Regions from separate parts of the Mus musculus genome. Here region 2 is linked to region 1. Evidence: chromatin contacts called from public Hi-C data. All regions are on one chromosome and are shown on one strand. Each heading gives the region's core, a stretch centred on a gene start, on an enhancer-like site or on the middle of the called end of the contact. The rest is flanking DNA. Distances are from core to core; before and after follow the strand shown. Region 1 has its middle 39 kb from the start of Gm30206. Region 2 has its middle 22 kb from the start of Gm38726.

Region 1 (3,464 bases), core at 233-2,732:
AGGGCTTGGAAAGACACCAGAATCCCATGCTGAGCTTTAGGGACACAAAGCAGGGTGAACCACCACAGAGTCCAGAGAGTAACGAGATAAAGACTCCTGACTGTACTCCCAGGGTCAGCTTGCAGTGAGGGTCCCTGTCTTAGTCAGCCTTAGCTGTCATCTTGACATGGTCTGGAATCACTCGAGAAGAATGCCAGTTGAGTAACTATCTTAATAAGCTGGCCTGTGCACACGACTGTGGGTTAATGTGATGTAGTAGTGTAATGTTAATGTGTCTTAGTTGGTGTAGGAGGGCCCACCCCACTGTGGGCGGCACCACTTCCTAGGCAGGTGGCCATAGGCTGTATAAAAACACTAATAAGAGCAAACCAACAAGCAGTGTTCTTCCATTGTTTCTGCCTCCAGGTCCCTTACTTGACTTCTCTCAGTGATGGATTGTGACCTGGAAGTCTGAGCCAAATAAACTCTCTCCTGCCTATCTTGCTTTGGTCATGGTGTTTGTCACAGTAACAGAACACAAACTTGAAAAGTTTCCAGCATTATGTCCCTGCCCATTGGGCACCCCCAGCTCTGGATCGCTTCGAAGCAAATCAGACACCCTGAACACAAACCATGTCCACCAGGTGAGGCTACACCCATTTCCTCTAGCTCCCTTCCCCCAGCATGTCAGCCCAATAGTTCAGGGCTGAAGAGAAAGGAGACATGTGGGTTCTGCCTGGGTACTGCATAGCTGTCAGAAGAGACCCTAGGACATTCCTATAACTCCCCAATCTGGAAAGGCTCTGGTCAGTGTGGCCAGATAAACAGACAGACTGTCTGATAGGTCCTCATTGTGTGTCCTCAGCTTTGTCATAGACTCAAGGTTGCCCAAGGAAATGAGACCCGCTTCTACCTACTGACCTACAACAAGCTTGGACAGGGCAGTATGGGGTTTGTTGTGAGTCCTCAGGGTTCAGGGGAACATCCTCTTTGCTCTTGCCTGTTCTAGTGACCCCTCCTCAACTTTTTCAGTCATCAAATGATATCTTGAAGAACCCTAGCCCCCAGAGCAGGACTTGGTCACTACACTATGGTTCCTGCTTCAAAGGGTAATCTGCCCACTGTCCTCCCACAGGTGCCATGGTGTGGCTATTTCTGTGTTCTACCACAGCTTCCTCCCCCCAGGTGCCTGTAGCTATACATAATAAAGACCTTGCTCCACTGATGCCCAGAGCTCTGACCCTTCCCAGGCTCCTTGTTTACCAGCAGGAAAACAGGCCCAGCAGGCGGGTGGGGTGCAGGCCGTCCCTGGCCCCAGCTGTGGAGCAGCTGAGCTCACTGGAAACCAGCTAGGGACCTGAATGCCACTCTTGTCTGCTGGCCTGGTCAACAGCCTCTGTGGCTGCCCAGAGTCTCTATTGACTCAAGATAAGTTCCGGGGGCCCAGAGAACTCACTGTTTGGCCCAGTGTCCAGGCAGAGACAGCTGGGCCTGCTGAGTCCCATGCTGGGACCTAGTGGCCGGTATTGCCAGCTCTGCAAACACGCAGCTGGTCATACACTGTGTCCCTCATGGCAACACCTATCAGCTTCTTGTGGCAATGCCAGCCATGAGGTGGGTCACATGCCCTTAGAGCTCTGTCCAGAGCAGGTGTTGGAATGACGTAATATCTTGCCAGAGATGACTTGGTCTTCCGACTCTCACCAATATTTACATTCTCAGCTGTGCAGAAAATCTAATCAGACTTCCAGTGACACCTGCCAGGTTATGCCATATTGTTCCCTGGCTTTAGGCTTCTGGAGGCCTAGTAATCTGACAGGGGGTGGGGGGACCTGGGGGGAGTATGGGGGAAGACTAGGGCACAGCAGTAGGGACTCAGGGAGGAAACACAAGGCAAGATGGGCAGGCAGATGCAGCTCCAGCTTGCAGCCCCCAGAGGCCCTGGGGCTCCATCCACTCTGTCCAGAGCTAAACCAGGGCACATGTCCAACTTACTGAGGCTTGGATCAGAGACCAGCAAAAAAGAAAGGGGTATGAGGAAGTACTTTCTAGAAATTTCTTTCAGGAAAAATAGCAGGCCCCACCATCTAGAGCCTATGCAGCAACTGAATATGGTTTAGCAATTGCTGAACCAACTTGTCCCAGGTGAATGAATGAGTATCCAGGATGACCACAGGTGAGCACCCAGTATGAGCACAGGTGAGCACCCAGTATGACCACAGATGAGTGCCCAGTACAAAGGTTTTCTGAAAGGTCTTTATCCCCAAGGCCTCCACCCCTTGCTAAGGGAGGCTTTCTTGCTCTGCTCTGTCTGCTTGCCTCCCTTGAGCACAAACAACGGACAGAGTCACACAGACAAGGACCCTTGTGGGCTGTGTCTTCCTCAGAGACCCAGCATGGTCAATCCCATCAGCACACCTACAGTGGGCCAGAGCCTCTGAGGAACTATCTGGGGTTCCATTGGCCATTAGGAACTGGAGATAAAGCCCATCTATGTCAGAACAAATAAGGCGCTGAAACCAGAGAAGCCTGAAGAGAAGATAAACCCAGCATTCATGCGCAGCAGGGAGAGACTGTGTGTCCCCTACTTCCCGCATCCACAGTCCCAGCCCAGCAGAAACAAAGAGAACAGAGCCAGCCACGTTAATCATTACTGCTCAGCCCAGGGTGAGGAGAGCGGGCCTTTATTTGGAGGAGGAAAGGAGGCTCCACCTACCAGCCCCATGTGGTCCTCAAACCCTGGCCCTGTGCTGGCTCCTGAAACAGAAATACCCCTGCCCTGCACGCTCATAGCTGGCAACTCCACTGCACAAAGAACACTGCTCTAAGTCCTAAGGCCTACCCTCTCTGTGTGGTTACGGGGCAGCCCACCCAGGTAAGGAAGACACAAACTGATTGACTTGGTAGCATCATCCAAAGTTGAAGAATGGTGCTGTAGGTTTGCCCTGGATAGCAGCTGTTCTTGACCTGTCCTCGCCAAAGAAGCTACCATGCCACTGGGGCTTTCTGAATCCTGGGAGATCCAAAGTCATGTGATGCCATCCCCAAAACCTCCAGCAGCCATCAGAGGTGTGCAGCCTGTGCCAAAAGCCAGGCAGCAGGCTACAGCTGGCAGTCTCGATCTGGTCCCCTGCCCAGGCTTGAATGACTAAAGCCCAGAGTGAGGGCAGTACCTTCTCAGGAGCAGGGGAGAGCAGGAGAGAGGCTTCCCTCTGTCCTAGGAAACTGAGTCGGTAGAGTCTTCAGAGAGAAGAACTGAGGGACAGCTGACAGGATCCAGGAGGGCAGAGGTTCCTGCCTGGTGAGGGGCACCAGGGCTACAGGGAGTTGAGAGGCACTTTGTAGAGCAGCTGTGAAGACTAGCTCTGGACATGCGGTGCCTGTGGTCTACCCTGATGCAACTGCTGTTTGAGATGAAATAGACAGATTTCTGGGGAGATAGGGGTATGGCTGACCAGACTCAACAGAGGGAAGCTGGGAACACT
Region 2 (3,484 bases), core at 818-3,317, 93 kb after region 1:
TTGGGAAATGCCTCCACAGTAGAAAGGGTTAATATGTCATCGGAGGTTCTTCCCAGCCTCACCGCCCCCCCCCAACCCCCAACACCACTCCCCAAAGCAGAATCCTGAGAAAATCTCATTTCATAGTTTCCCAGAAAGCCAGGTGCATGGCAGCTGCGACATGCATGGCGGGAGCAATTCTGAGTGAAATGGAGACCAGGCCCAGGCCGGCTGCTGACTCCAGGGTGAATGCTCAGGTCCCCTGGAGCCAGGGAGAGCTTCATGGTCCCTCCCTATAACCTCTGCCCAGCACTGCGTAAGAGCATCATCCATACAGGGCCATGGCCAGATACAAACCTAAGAGTGCAGGTCCAAAGCCCTGAGCAGCATCTGCACAGATAGAGCAGATACTCTAAGAAAACTGAGTTTTAATTTATAGCACTGTGAAGGGAGACCAGAGACTTCCACATTCTGGGCAGGTGTTCTATTCCTGAAGCATGCCTTTACCCCCTCACTGGGAGATTCTAGGCTGGACCTCTACCACTGAGCCACACCCCCAGGCCCTCCCTGGGGGATTCTAGTGGGGATTCTAGGCAGGGGCTCCACCACTGAGCCACGCCCCCAGCCCCTCACTGGGAGATTCTAGGCTGGACCTCTACCACTAAGCCATGCCTCCAGCCCCTCACTGGGGGATTCTAGGCAGGGGCTCCACCACTGAGCCACACCCCAGCCCCTCCCTGGGGGATTCTAGGCAGGGGCTCTACCACTGAGCCACGCCCCCAGGCCCTCCCTGGGGGATTCTAGGGGGGATTCTAGGCAGGGGCTCCACCACTGAGCCACGCCCCCAGCCCCTCCCTGGGGGATTCTAGGCAGGGGCTCCACCACTGAGCCACGCCCCCAGCCCCTCCCTGGGGGATTCTAGGCAGGGGCTCTACCACTGAGTCACACCCCAGCCCCTCACTGGGAGATTCTAGGCTGGACTTCTACCACTGAGCCATGCCCCCAGCCCCTCACTGGGGGATTCTAGGCAGGGGCTCTACTGTTAAGCTTGATCTTCAGTCCTCTTTTTACTTTTTTAGACACCCTCACTGGCCTTGAACACACTCGGTAGGTCTTGAATTGATGATCTACTTACCTCAAGCTCCCTCCCAAGTACCTGAGATTACAGACATGCACCACCAAGCCTGGCTGGGAAAATTTAAATTCTAAATTTGGTGCCAGTGAGATGGATCAGCAGGTAAAGTCACTTGCTGCATAAACCAGATAACCTGAACTCAATCCCCAGAACCCACAGTGGAGAGAACCAACTCCTGAAAGTTGTCCTCTGACCTCCAAATATATGCTGTCACACACACACACACACACACACACACACACACATCACCACCACCACCATCAACAACAATAACGATAACGGTTAATAATAAAAAATAATAGTAATACATAAACCCTGCTTTTTATTTAAATATTCAAATACTATTCCTGTACCAAGTCTGGATTCCCAGTGAAATAGCCAGCCTTCGGAGTTTCTTCCCATTCATTCATACCATCGAATCCTATTAGCCCAGCTTCACCCCAACCTGCTGTAGGAAGAGCCTAAAGCCTTAGATGTGCGTGGGGCGGGGCTTATGATATTCCATCCCCTGCTGAGCTGCACGTGGGGGATTGCAGACACGTTAGAAAGTCTGACTCTGGAGGTCCCACAACGTAACTAGGAGCCCGCCACACACCCAGCTCTGCCAGGTGGGCATGATCCTTTCTCATGTCAGTTGAAGGCACAGAAGCCTGCACAGGGATGGGTTTTGTCTGGGGTGCCCAACTGAAACTTTGGCGACAGAGCTAACAACCAACCAATAGCCCAGCTGGAAGAGCCACTGGGTCCCCTCCCTCACCCATGCTCATTGCAGAACAGATGTGGCCAAGGCAGTGGGCTATGGTGGGCCTGACTCTGTCCATGTTCAGGAAAGCTCCCTTGCGTCCCCTCACCCCAAAGTCTAGATCAGGCTGGAGCACATGTGGCTCTCAGCCCAAGTTGACTAGTGATCCACAGCCTCACCCATCTGCATACAAAGAAAGAGTAAAGCGGCTGAGCCCACAGCCATCACAGGCATCTGTCGGCCTCCCCAGGGCCTCCGGGGCTGCCGGTTGGTAGCAAACACTACTCTCCTCTAATAAAACAAATCATCCGAGGCTGTGGAAGCCACAAGAGGAAACAGCTGTGCACTGCTGGCTGTGAACATGTGTTTCAACACCCATCTCAGCTCGCCCGCCTCACTCCTGTGGAATTCTGGATGCCTGGCTGGTTTTCTGGGTGCTCCAGATTGTCACACATGCACACTGTCAGTTCAATAGACTGCCCTCGGGCACTGACTGTATACAAGACACTGTCACCAACTCATAACCATCACATCCTCACGGTCCCTCCTCCTCCACCACCTCCTGATGACCATTCGTCACAGCCGTCACCCCTGCCGACTACAACCTCCCACAGCTGTCACCTCACAACCATCCTGTGACACGTATTCCTCACAATGACCACAGCATCAGAACCATCACTCCCTCATGACGTCCCCACAACTGCCACCTCTCCATATGTGCCATCCCCACCACCATCTCTCACTGTGCCACCATCCCTGTCACACCGTCATCAGGCTTCCCAGAGTCAGTGCAGGCTTTCCCCACATGTGGAGCTCCTCCTGGTTGGTGGTCATGTAATCTCGAAGGAGTCCCAGCATGACTGCAGCTTGCAGGGATGGTTAGACTCGTTAAGATTTGTATAATCTGTGTAACACGCATTCTTGTCAGTCTTGGGAAGTGGGTACTCATGAGGGTCTGAAACAGCTTACCCTAAAAGTCAGTGTTCTGCACCACCCTGTGATCTAATAGACTGGGGAAAGATGGGCATTGAGGAAGTCAGGTCATTTCACTACATCTCAACTGGAGGCTTCTACTGGGATACCCAGAAGTTGAGGGCATAGACAGGGTCAGAGAAGCCACTGGAGTGCACCCCAAGGATCTGACACAGAGCACCGCTTCTCCTCTACGTAACATTTTGCAAACTTCCTGGCTGGTATCCCTGGGGTGGGAGTGTCTGAGAACATAGACCATCATCCTGAGATTCAGCAGTCATAGAGATGCTTGCGATTCTAAAGCTGCCTGTCTAATATGACAGCCATCAGCCACATGTGGGCCCCCAGTTGATATTATATGGAACATAGTACCAGCGCATATCAAGTGCCCAGTAGAAACAGTGGCCATTGGCTGCCGAACTGGGCAGTGCAGGGAAAAAAAAAAACCACATGTCAGACGTGTTCATCAACCAGCACTGGGTCACAGGAGCCCTGCCAGGTTGTTGCCTACAGAGTCCAGAGCTACGAGGTGCCACAACTTACCACCAAAGGGGTGACCTGGAGAGCACACTTTTGTGTGTGTCCTGGATGCCAGAGGCCCAAGAGTGAGATGTCAGCTAGGCTGACTGAGCCTCCAAGGGAATCTGCTCTGGGTT

Evidence for each region. A called contact is a pair of places that touch in the nucleus more often than the background predicts.
Region 2: a Hi-C map of muscle stem cells shows a contact between it and region 1, with 2.4 times the contacts expected there. The contact joins two enhancer-like sites. A contact is called at or near these places in 19 of 484 Hi-C or Micro-C datasets (the AML12 cell line, the G1E-ER4 cell line, the HL-1 cell line and 11 more) and 2 of 115 datasets of contacts at active chromatin or transcription factors (large pre-B cells and pancreatic cancer cells).

Annotation. Positions count from the first base shown.
Region 1 is chr5:138,862,434-138,865,897 of GRCm38.p6, forward strand. It overlaps the pseudogene Gm31891. Among named protein-coding and RNA genes, the nearest start is that of Gm30206, 39 kb to the left of the region's middle. Within about 2 kb of position 1,483, at least 39 of the 459 cell types and tissues checked have an H3K27ac peak or open chromatin away from gene starts, as enhancers often do. A contact at or near this core is called in muscle stem cells, where this site is marked.
Region 2 is chr5:138,954,399-138,957,882 of GRCm38.p6, forward strand. No RefSeq gene overlaps it. Among named protein-coding and RNA genes, the nearest start is that of Gm38726, 22 kb to the left of the region's middle. Within about 2 kb of position 2,068, at least 20 of the 459 cell types and tissues checked have an H3K27ac peak or open chromatin away from gene starts, as enhancers often do. A contact at or near this core is called in muscle stem cells, where this site is marked.